Linked DNA regions of Anser cygnoides: region 2 is linked to region 1. A link is a contact called in public Hi-C data. All regions are on one chromosome and are shown on one strand. The core of a region is the stretch at or near the end of the contact, and the rest is flanking DNA. Distances in the headings are between cores, read along the strand shown.

The links. A called contact is a pair of places that touch in the nucleus more often than the background predicts.
Region 2: a contact with region 1 is called in a Hi-C map of liver, with 4 times the contacts expected there. The contact joins two enhancer-like sites. A contact is called at or near these places in 5 of 7 Hi-C or Micro-C datasets (fetal liver, granulosa cells and liver).

The regions. Positions count from the first base shown.
Region 1 is chr2:113,606,785-113,613,162 of Taihu_goose_T2T_genome, reverse strand. No RefSeq gene overlaps it. Among named protein-coding and RNA genes, the nearest start is that of GATA6, 80 kb to the left of the region's middle. Within about 2 kb of position 2,957, at least 2 of the 3 cell types and tissues checked have open chromatin away from gene starts, as enhancers often do. A contact at or near this core is called in liver, where this site is marked.
Region 2 is chr2:113,843,172-113,849,419 of Taihu_goose_T2T_genome, reverse strand. No RefSeq gene overlaps it. Among named protein-coding and RNA genes, the nearest start is that of RBBP8, 41 kb to the left of the region's middle. Within about 2 kb of position 4,234, at least 1 of the 3 cell types and tissues checked has open chromatin away from gene starts, as enhancers often do. A contact at or near this core is called in liver, where this site is marked.

The DNA of each region.
Region 1 (6,378 bases), core at 1,708-4,207:
CTTCCAGTTTGCCAAGGTTCCCCTCTCAACATGGAAGGGGAGAAGTGACAGCAAGCCTTTGAGACCTCTTGACACTCCTCCAAAGAATGGTGATAGCAGCCTAAGATCCCACTGTGAAGACAACTGCCAATGCCAAGAGGGTAGTGTACAATAAAGTGTAGTTTCTGTCCAGCTACACGTTCAAGGTTTGATACTGTCGGTGGAACAACTACCAGGTGTGGCTAAAATGAGAGCTGTATGAACACAGGTGAATATATTGTTTGACCCAACGAAGAACAAAAGGAAATAGTTAATTATTCTGCACTGAGAATGCCTTCCCATTCAGCTAGGTAGAAACAGACCAGTGATCTCTTGGCATTGTTAATATTTAAGAGTGTTTATTTTTTTATATACCGAATTATCGCCAGATTTTCAGCCCCATCAATACTCTGCTCACATAAACATTCTGGATTTAAATGAGGAAATAGAAATCAATATACATTCAAAGACAGATGAGCTTTTGGATGGTAATCATGTTCTGGTGATTTAGCAGAATTTGTGTAAGCAAATGCATCGGGGATGGGACCTCTGCACAGAAACTGGAAATCTTTCCAAAGGCATATTTTATTGCCCTGCTTCAGATCCCCTTTCCACACCCTGCCAAAATGGCTTACGGTGTGAACGAGGCTTTCTCAACCCATCAGCAAGCTGGAATCAAGGTATTTTCTATTTTAACTCCAAAAAATACCAAAAGGCAAATTAGTTATGCTTTCAGACTGACCACGGTATAATGCTTTAAGAAAACGAAGAGGTTGACAATCTTTTTTTGCATTTGTTTATTTTTAAGGTAGGCAAAGGGAGAGACTGTTAAACAAAACAAAAGAAAACAGAAAAAAATATATAAAATCTTAAAAATGAATAAAGCTTTCTTAGAGATATCCAGATCAGAAGATGATGGTGTAATCTGAAGATGCTTCCCACACACAAGCAGGCAGGTAGATGGCATTGCTGCGCACAGTGTCTAGTGAAACCTGTATTTTTGTTATTTGTTTGCACAATACATTAGTAAAGTGGTCTCTTAATTCTCTTCTGGAGCCCACAGAGGCTTTGTAGTGATAATAAAGAGCAAAATGTAAAAAGCACAGTATTGTGTTCATAAAGCACCAAGGAGTAAGCCCTAAGGATCTCCACTCTGCTATATTCCATAGATTCTATTCACAAACAATAGCAATTCTGCTTCAAAAAGTTCTGTACTGCTGGATGACCAGCGAGTGTTTCATGATCAAGGTTAAATGGACACCAGTGCAGCAGCTAAAATAGCTTCATCCCAGGCAAATATTCCAGAGACTACCGTGACTCCTGTTTAAAGACAAACAGATAGAGTGAATTGATAAGGCAGGGGTCAACAATTGGTTCCAATATAAAACATTTCACAGAAAGCAGACCAGATCATGCTACAGTAACTTTTATTACAGAGATCAGCCTGGTTATGCATAATTACTATACACAGAAGTGCCTCATGCTTAGACCAGACATCATAGAGCTAAAATGGAAGCGTATAACAAATTAGTGTTAATAAGCAAACAATCATTAGAAGTGTTAACAAGTGATGGTGGAGAGGCTCTGTTTTTAATTTTAATACTGATCTCTAGTAAGTGTTATTATCCTCATAGAATAACATTTTATTATGAAAGCACATGCACAGCATTAAAGCCTTAGATAGCCCAGTGCCTGCCAGCAGCAATTGTAAACAAAAGTGAAAGAATCATTTGTGAAATGCCGACAGCTATCAGTATTCACAAAGTTTGTAGGATACAGAGAGGGCCAATATGCTGCAGCATAAACAACAAGAAATTGCCGTGGCCTGGGGCTCTAAGGAATCAACTAAGGATATTCAGTTTCTCCCCATTTTTCAAAAAAGCTTAAACACGCGGGCTTAATCTCAACTGATTTCTGACTGAGCTAGGGTCCTGAGTCTGTTAGATATTTTCAACTTTTTTTTTAGCCAATAGATTCCTTAGACATTCCCCTCTTATATAATACAGCAAACAGCTGCAACTAATCATTTTTCATTATGGTTTTGTGTATCTGCTTTGTTTTACAACAAATTTTACTCAAACAACAAAAATGCAACAGAACAACTTCTGCTTACTGTAAAAATGAGATTATCTGAAGATCGGCAGAAATGGAAATGTTACCAGATACAATTAGGCCAGTGTACTTATTCTAAACTATAGCTGGGAAAAGGATATGGATCAAGGGGAAAAAAAATAAAAATAAAAAATGAAGCTTAGAACACAATAAAATAAAATATTTTTGTCCATTTTCTGTTACTGTTCATCATATCCAGATAACATGAAAATTATCGACACATTTTACATGAGTACCTATTTATTTCTAGCAATCATTCCTCAGGCTTTGACTTGCAACTGAACCAAGTCACCAAGTAGGTTTACATTTCTGTGTCGCAAGTACACCGTTTCCACCCATCAGGAAAAGAGATGAGCGGGTCTGCATGCAGCAAGCGGCAAGGAACGTCCAAGCATCACTAGGGACAAGCAGCCCCCCCTGTGCTGTAGCCACCGCACCACACAGCAGATAAAGTGCACACAAATCGCTTTACTGCCACGGGCAAGCTAAACCTAGGAAAAGTTTACTGAATTATTAAATAAGCAATTCTGATAACACGAGATATTAAATGCAGATAACGTTGGGTCAACCAAACTAGTTTCTTTTTTTTTTTTTTAATTCTTCCCTGCAGAAATAATGGTGCTAAAGCAAGCACACCTCCCCTTCATACACGTACACCTCTCCTCAGAAGATAGCTAAAATCGGTGAAGAAAGGGAAAAAAAAGAACATAATACAGTGAAGTCCTACCGAGGAATAGCGTTTTAATGAACACACAAAGCAACTAGGTGACATCTTTATCAGCCCTCATAAACCTTGATTGAATACACAGCGATAAGCCCTGTTTAAACTGTCATCCTCGCGATAACACGCACAGAGACAGCGCGGGCCTTGGCAACGGCCTGCGGGGAAGAGGCCTCTCCGAAAGTGCAGGCACCGCGAGGTAGTAATGTACATCACGTAAACAGCCCAGAGCCAGCAAGGCTGGTGTATTTCGGGCTGGCCGAGCACATACACGTGCGTCTTCTGGTGGCAGCGGCCTGTGAGGGCCTAGCTCCACAGCCAGCCTGCCTGTGGGGACGGCGAGTTGGCGGGGGAAGACGGGCGCCCTCAGCCAGAGCGACCTTTGGCACTGAGGTCTGCAAACACCAACAATTTCATACAGGAGGTTTTGAAGGATTTGAGGAGAGCCTGCTCTGGTTTTCTTTCCTCTCTCTTTTTTTTAAAACCAGCGTTATCCACGTCGTGCATAACAGTCAGCACTTGGAAACAACTCAGGGACAGAATGGGTATGGAAGTCAGCAGTAATGTGACTTTTTATATCAGAGGATCTGGTCCTGAACAGCCGGGATATTTATTTCAAAAAACATATAAATAAATAAATATAATTAAGCATTTCAATATAATTAAGCATCTCCAGGAAATGTTTGTAATCTCCAGGAAAGTGAGGATTTGATTCATCCATGTTTCTGTATTTACTTCTAGCTCAACAACGAAACTGAAATTTACACTTGAACTTTTATTCCCTTTCCTCACCTCGTTCTTCCCTCTCCGTAACGCATGCAGTGACACCCTCTGGCAGCTCACCCAGCACCGCAGCACCACCAGCACCGCGAGGCCGAAACCCAAGGACGTCCAGAGCTGGCACTTCGTCACCCCTCCTTGATATTGCAGCTCAATGCCTTTATTCAACGTGGATTTCTTCCACCAGCTGCTTTAAAACATAACGACTGTTACTTGTTAACTATAATAAAATACATATTTGTATGTGATTACTAGTTAATTAATAAGTTAATAATTCCCGCTGCTTGGGAGGTGGAAGACAATAGTCCATTTTTTGCCTGTTTGGTCTTTGGCAGGCCTGTGAGCTAGCACTGGAGCTAGATTTTAGTTTTCCACCACAAAAAGGTCTGACACCACTGCACAGCCGGTATACCACCATGCAAGGGGCTGGCAGGGGAGGCGTGTTAGCTGCTCAGGAGCTCATTTATTCACTTCTAGGCTTTTTTGCATACACTAGCTGATCTCTTCTAGTACCATCAAGTATAACTTTTTCCTCATTTTACACATAGGAATGAGAGGAAACACAAACTATGTGGTTTGAGTGAAGACTCCCAGAAAACTCAAAAATCAAATCTAACAAATCCCAGTCTCATGGCTGCAATTAGAAGACACATCTCTTCAACTTCGTTAATGCAGTTTCTCTATAATACATGTAGGCTCCCAATCTTTAAACAAAGTGATCCAAGTTGAGGCTGGAACCCACACAAACACTACCAGTTACACAAAGTATTCACCAAAAGAAAAGGCCAGGTTTTAATTTAACTACAACCCGATGGTTTGGAAAGGATCAAGGGAAACTTCAGAAATTCCTGGAATGAAAAATTAGAAAAAAAAGAGAACCACGTTTTGCCTACTCTGTGGCATGAGCCAAGAGCAAATGGCTCCTGGCTGTGAACATGCAAGGTATGTTTGCTGACTCACACAGATTAAGAGCGTTTTAGTCTTCTTTATGTTATTGCCCACATCCACAGCCACTAACATTCTCTAGAGAGGAGGGACAGTAACACAGCTATTATACTAATGGAAAATGCATTTATACAGGACTTCCCGCAGACCTGAAAAAATGAGAAATGTTATCCAATGCATTCCCAGCCAAACTTCCTCCTGAAGTGAAAAATCCTTCCCTCTGATAAGAAAGTTGTGTCAGACCACATTTCTGTCCCTGACAAAAGAATCACTCTCCCTTGGCTTGCTCTAGTCTTGGCAGCGGTGCTCAGCAGAACCACGCTGCTATTCCCAGATATTCACCACACTTAACAGAGCCACTGGCTTATCTTTGACCCGAACAATAAAATAAAAACGAACTACACACAAACACGAGCTAGCAGTTACTGTGGGTAACACCACCAACCTCAGCTCTGAGGCGGCCAGCTCTCCTTCGGGTTAGAAATACCATCAGTCACCTCACAGTTCATTAACCCTCCCCTCCCCTTTCTTTTTTTTTTTTTAACCTGTCCAGACTCACAGATATCTGCAGTGTTCTCCAGTGCTGCATGTACACACTTTACAGCAAAATAAGCTAGGCTTGTTAGCTTCCCCTTCTTCCCTCAGATGTTCTTTCTGTACCAGGAGGAAATAAAATAATAATAATAAAAAAGAAAGAATGTGGAGAGATACTTTCACTCAAGCATTGAAAGTCTGTACCTTTCAGGTGACTTTGCTTCTAATCCATTGGCAACTCATCCAAGGATATAGACAGCTTCTTAGCAACCTTCTTCTAAAGCATTTAGGGGTAAATCTACCATGCACAATGCAGTGGTGTGCCTCCAGCTTCCTAGGCAAGGTGACAGAAACAGCTGCGGTACTACTGACCTCGTCTCAGATAGCTACCCTTCGGCAAAATCCAATGTATTAATTCATGAAGAATATTATGTTATCATGGCCATACCACACTTCTGCTCTCACTGCTAGCTATCACTGAGAGGACACCACGCCATGAAGATGTCTTAAGCAATCCCAACCATTCAAGCAAAGGTGTAATGCTGCAGTTTTACAGAGAATTGCCCAAGTTAGCATTCAGCCATGACAGGGAAGAGCACAACCTAGGATGTATCAAGTCCTTACCTGCCTTCTCTAGAAAAAAATGGCAGCTGCAGGCCACCACTATTAATAACCGTAAAAGCATTCAAGCTGTTTAGCTTAATGGTTTAACACCTGTATCTGTTAAAATGGCCAGGGCTTATTTTGTGGGAAATGATGGGATAAATCCAAGAATTCCAGGCACAACTATGATACCTACATTGATTTTCTCTCAAAATTACATATCGTCTGTAAAAGTAAGGCAGCCCTATTTGATAATTGAAGATGAACAGAAAGAAAAAGGCCATACCAAATCCAAAACACTAGAGACCAAATCAAAAACATTAAAGTCCTTTCCTTGTCCTGGAAAGTTACAGGAGATACCACTAGCTGTCCTATAGAGCCATGTGTGCATCCTCACACCCTGTGGAAGGACATCGCAGGGATAGGTAGGCTGGTAGTGGGGCAGTGGCCTGCCAAATCTTGGTGTCACAGTTTGACTCAGCACAGCAGATGAAGTCTAAAATTAAATGTCTGGTGTCCCAGTCCTGCTCCTGAAGATATGTTTTTCTTATCTAACTCATTTACATGCTACTTACTGATGAAGCAATGTCAACTCAGGACCTGTAGACTCCTAGAGGGCTTGGCCCACTCAACTCTACTTGGTTGTAACACTTTGCCCCTGCCTG
Region 2 (6,248 bases), core at 2,985-5,484, 230 kb before region 1:
TGTATTGTAAGCACTATACATAGAGAGGGTGTTTTCCCAAAGTAAGTGTTTAGAGAGCACGGGGAGTTTTGATTTCCTCACTCTTCCCCTTTGTCTTCTGGTTCCCTTCCTCTCTCTCCCATCTGTTCACAATCGGGCAAGGTGCTCTGCTGCTGTCTTTCATTGCTGGGCTCTTGTGCTGCTAGCCGCCCTCCAGGACCTGTTCACAAACAACAGTAAAGCTGTCCAGGACAGCTTTGTGAATCCTATTCCTCCTAAGTAGTTTATGACTTCCCTTAAGCCTGTGGAAATGCTGGTCTGCAGAGAAAGCATAGTGGCATGCTGGGATGTCCATTCACTGAGGGATCCCTGTCATGGTTATTGATGATTCTTTATTTGAAAAAAGAAATAAATAAAATAAAATAAAATAAAATAAAATAAAATAAAATAAAATAAAATAAAATAAAATAAAATAAATCCACCATAAGGGCAGAAAAAAGATCTACTGGAACAGGGCAGTCCTGCTTGTGCCGCTGACTCAAGAACATTTGGTATGTATAAACTCAAATTGGTACATAATAAAATCTTCATAACTGAACACTGTGTGAACAAATATGCTTGGTATCCCTAAAGGCCAGTCTTTGAGTTCCTATCCTTCAGTCTTTTTGTTTGACTGTGTCTTCTATCAGCAATTAAAAAGATTTTATGCTATTTTGAAAATACCATGTCTTAAAAACAGGCAGGCTTTTTTTTTTTTTTTTTTTTTTTTTCAGGACATAACGTGATTCCCTGTTAGACTAAGCACTCACTGAAGTGAGCAGAGGGTTCAGAAGGTTATAGATACTCTACAAATGCTAAGGGAAAAACAGTGCAATGTCTTTTATTTCTCATCCACCCTTCTGTAAGTCCGACTACCCTAATACTATTTGAAAATCCCAGCCTGAAGGATTCACAGCCCTGAAGCTCAACACAGTCGAGGTGTTATCCTGTTACTGTTATTTCTGTGGTTACCTCCCTTTGTGTAACACAAATTTGTTATATTTTGCATTAAGTTACAGCAAGTTCTGTGGGCCGAGGTTGTGTCCTACTATGCAAAACTCAGAAGAATTTTTTGGCTTTAACAAATGCACTGCTGGCACTCATAGCACTGCTGTGAGTATTCTGGAAAGAGACCAGTCATCAGAAAGGATGCCCTTCCCAGAACTGACATGTGGTTTGCACCTTTCTCCTGAGCACTTGCTTGACTCGGCATTATAAATGATGTAATTCCCTGCCGAGGCCACTAAGGCTGCTTTTTGTCCTCCTCTCTAGCTGTATGCAGTGCTTGGATGGAGAGCAAATTCATGGTGAGATGTGGTGATACATCACCATACACGAACACAGAAAGTACAGCCTGCCTGCCCAGTGCATGGTGTGGATGCAGCCACGTGCATAAATGATTCAGACCCTTCTTTTCCCAATAATATTTTTTTTTCCAAATAATTAAAATGTTTCCCAATAATGGAAAATTCTGCCTTAATCCCAAGACTTCTTGTCATTTGCCTATGGCTACTCTGATGACAATCTGGGCAGAGGAACCCTATGTTATGTGTTGTGGTGAGGGTTCAGCTGCTGCCTGCCTCTGTAGGCTGGCAAGCAGCAAGTCTGAAAGGAAAAAAAATTAGTCAAACTTGACAATCAGCACCTGATTTCAGCCCGTATGCCAAGCTAAATCAAGGCTATTTCAAACAGAGGGACAGAGTATGCATAGTTTCATGTCCCCTTCCCTTCTCTTCCAGACAACGTCCTCAACAGCACTTAGAGATTCAGAAATCATAAGCCGAAATCAGAGGAGTGATATAAAAATTTGCTGAAAATTAAACAAAAGATCTAGGTTTTCCTTGCCATCTAGCATGCAAGCAGCTTTACAGTTATTCTTTTACTGTTCTCCACAATCTCAGTGGGTAGGATTATTATTATTTTTTTATTTCTTTGTTATAAAGCTGAGATTCTCATGTGGTCAAATCAAGAGATTGCAAGAACCAGAGCTTTAAGAAAAGCACCAAATGTTAGTGAAGCTTGTGATAAAATTACAAGAACTGGAAGTCTTACAGAATCCCAGCTCAGAAGAGTGTTTAACTTAAAAACTGAATAAATGACAAAGGCCTATAACAGCTAATGCATATGAAAAAGTTCAATAAGATTGTGAGCCATTTCTGTTCTTTTGTTAGCAACAGAGCCACATAGCAATTTCCGGGACTGTAAAAACATCCTAATAAATTTTCAGTGTTTCCTTGTGTAGAATGAATCACAGAAATGCTGCTAGCCTTGAGTAGGTTTAGCATTCAGATCAACTGTTCGAGAGAAAAGTCAGCTGAATCAGTGCGTAACTAGAGACGGGCTGTAAATCACGGTCACGGACCGTACAGGATGGAGGGCTGTTTAACAATGTCACCCACAGTAACTTCCCTTCAGGATGGAAGCAAGGCCTTCATCCACGATGGGAAATGAATGTCTCAACCAAAGGAAAGACTGCACGCTCTCGCTACGCCGGCTGGACATGGTCAGTGTTTGACTGAGAGAAGCTTAGGAAACAAGAAATAACGCTAGGGATCCAGCAGGCTCATTGACTTTAGCAGCAAAATTGCAGTACGCCATTGCCACATTCAGGAAGCACAAGGTCTGTCTGTCCTGCAGCCAGCAGTAGTGGGGATCTTTCCCTTCTCAGTAAGACTGACAGTTCACCTGAACTGCCCATCTTCAAGTTCCTGTCTGGAAGCAGTTGATCTTGCTCGGGTTGGCACTGAAAATGCATCCTTGCAACGTCTTCAACAGCTGTGGTATACGCCAGGGCTCTGGCAACAGGAACAAACCTGAGCAGTAATTCAGCTCACTGTAATCAGCAAGAATATACTGCTATAACTGGGATGCCCAGGAGCTCTAATTTGGCTTTGCAGTATTTGCAACCAATCTTGGAGGCTCCTTGGGAGAGTTGTCCTTTTCATATAGATGGTAAGAAGAAGATAAATGCCTTTTGGCAAGAACATCACGTCTTCTCGGTACTTCCTTTTAAATACACTAATGACACAGGGTGGGCCTTGGGAGAAGTTGTAGGTTGAGCCTTTTGCTGTTTCAGCTAAAAAGGGACAATTGTGGGACACAAAGTTCCTGCAGGCAATGGGAATGGGTGGAGGAAGAAGTCCTTCGCTGGGTAAGAGGCAGTCCTTTCTTCCGAGGCCAAAGCGGGAGCGCGCACCGCGAGGCAGGAAGCAACGCCAGTGGTCATTTGCTTTTCCGAGAGACCTGCCAGGCCCAGGTCAAGGCAGGCAGAACCAAAGGAGGAAAAGCTGGTGGGTTGCTGTGGGGGGATCCGGGAGGAAGGCCAAGAAGGAGGGGACCACAGGTAGGGATGCCAGATGGAGCAGGGGAGGGCGGGTGCGCGGCGAGGAGCGGAGGCTTGCCCTGAGGCCTTCTGGCGAGAGGGAGCGGAGGACAAGATGGAGGGGGCAGTCTGCGAGAGACACCGAGATGAAACCAGCGACAATTGCGCTGAGCCGGAAGGACTTTCCAGTAACCAGGAAAAAAAAAGCATTCCAGGTATTTCATGGGCTGAATGCGTGTGTGTCTGTGAATCCTGACCTCTTTACTCACCCACCTCCTGCACACTCCCCACTAGGTGCCAGTATTGGAGCACATACCTGCACAAGCGCACCAAGAAGGCAGAAAACAGGCTGTGTAGTTAAGACTTTGCAAATATATTTATCTCTATACACACACACGCTGCGTTCTGGGTTTGCATTACTCTCTGAATATATAAACTGCACAGAATCGCCAGTAGCATCTATAGCCATGTCCAGGGGCAGTATTGCATCTGGTCATACATGGGACCCCAGGCTGCCATGGCCTTCGTGTGGTGCCTACTGCACCTGGGCACTGCAAGCCCCATCAGCTGGAAAGCAACTGCACTGCATTGCATTGCTACTTATTGCCAGAAAATATTTCTTTGTCATAGTGTGGCTTTTTCCAGAAAACAACAGCCAGGCTTGGGTTGTTGATCTTGGGTTTGGGATTTTTATTATATTTTTTAAATTCATGTGGCAACAGGTATAGGTAAATAATTTTGCAAATTGCTTCCACACTTTAAAGTGTGTGCATTTGCAGTGCAAAGCGGGTATCACTCTGGATGGAGGGTGACTGCTAGGTACCTGACAGAGCCTCCAAACTGAGCCATGGGGGCAAAAGAAATCCATGTTTCAGATACTTTTCAAGTCCCTCCAAGAGCAAACTGTCATTACACTCACCCCCTGCATGTCCTCTGCACTGCAGACTTAGGCAGAAAATTAAGGGAACGAACAGTGACTGAAGTCATAAAGAGGACAATACTGTGTCACAGACCACCATGGGAACAAGCAGTTTCACGAAGCTCTGGTGCTTGTCAAGTCTTAAATCTTTTCAAAAAGAGGTTAAGTCTCTTGCCTTGGTTTCTCTGCTACCTGTGCCAAAATAAATAGAATGTGCTCAACTGAAGAAAACAAATACTTGAAAATAACAAAAAATCAATAGTACCCTTGTTATTCAGTAGCAGGTATACAGATCTAATCTGACAGACTGTATTGAAAGTGTAAACTGAATGCTCGCAAACATGTATTAGCAATGTCAAGATGAAATGTTAGCTTGAATCTTATCAATTCAGTTTATAGAACAGGGAGGCACTACCAAAGTACAGTTTACCTGCAAAACCTCCTGTTTTAGAAAGAGTTGTTCTCAATACAGCGAGCGAGTTTTTAAAAACGTTTGGATTTCAGGTACCCTTCTTCATTACCAAGAAGCTTTTAGTATTGCCTCAACCTGTCAACCTCCCGAGTCGGGAAGAAATATGAATGGCAAACCAATTTGCATGGAGACACTTAAAGGAGTCTTTCATTCTTGGCCTGGTGTCGTTATTCCCATGGGCAGAAGACAAAGAAATATACAGCTAAGGAACAATTTCACATGAAAAATACATCCCTTTGTCCAAAAGCCCTGAGATGTGTCATGCTGTTATGGAGCACATACAGGAACTGGCTGTGCCCTTTTGTACACAGCTGGCCTTTAGGCTCCGTGCAGTCTGCAGCCACGGGCCCCACTCGTCTGAGGGAACTATGAATTTAACGAGATGCTCAGCTTTCATATTCCAAATGTGGTTATATTCAGCCCTTTTCCTCAGCAAATGGAAATATCTAAAGGAAGGTTTTATTTTTCCTTTTCCTTTTTTTTTTCTTTTTCCCTAGAGTTTTAAAAACAAGAGTAAAATGTAGTCTTCCATGGTTGCAACATGGGTGAGGAAAATGTAATCTCAGAGGGATAGAGAAAAGTCTTGCCCTGGTAAATCCGATATGCCCTCAGCCCAGGAGGCCTCCAGCAGTGGTCACTATAATCTGCTTTGTAGGGAAAGTACAGGATGAACACATTTTTACTGCTCCTCTGTTTAAACTGGGGAAATGGCATCCAGGACTGCAAATATTAAAGGAGGAATCTGTCCTATTATTTTTGGAGCAACATCCTCTCTGAAATGTGTAAGTCATCAGAACAGAATGAATCCAGTGACTCAAGTGCAACATAGATGAGTATTTTCAGCAAGGAAAAGAAAATGACTCACCAGGAGTTTTGGGTTAGGGGGAGTCATGACAAGGGACTGGGCCTTGTTTTTGAGAGGAGAACTGAGAGTAGGATGTCTCCTGTGTTCTCTTCTTGTAGCTGGTTATGGCTGAGACTGGGTTGTCACCTGGAAAAGGTTGCTCAGTATGATGTGCCAATGGAGAGAAAGCCAAGGGGAGTTGAATGTGTCATCTACATTTCCAAGGTGGTCTTCTGCTGGTGTTGGCAGTGGGGCAGAGCTCCCAGAGGTCTCTGTTGTTTGGGAAATGCACAAATAGCTGTGCCATCCCTTGGCATCACGCAGGACAAGTCCTCTTCTGTGTCTCCTGGTGAAAGATGGCCTGGGCCCGTCGGTGCTCTGTTCAACCCAGAGCCAGCACTGCCAAAACTTCAAAGAGCCCCTGCTTACTCTGTTTGCTGAGCATCAAAACCAGATCTGAAACGGGGGAGATGCAGATGACAGGTATGCACAGTGCTCCATTACAGGCACTTCGTTTGGGTGGCTAAATCAGGATTGTTGTCCCTGATTAGGGAGGGCTTTTCTCCCAAGGCTCCCCATCTCACCATGTTTGGGGGTTTAAGTTACATGCTCTGAAGGACGGCACTCCCTGCCTTGAGTACTCAGGGATCATAAGGAGTGTCACCATCACAGT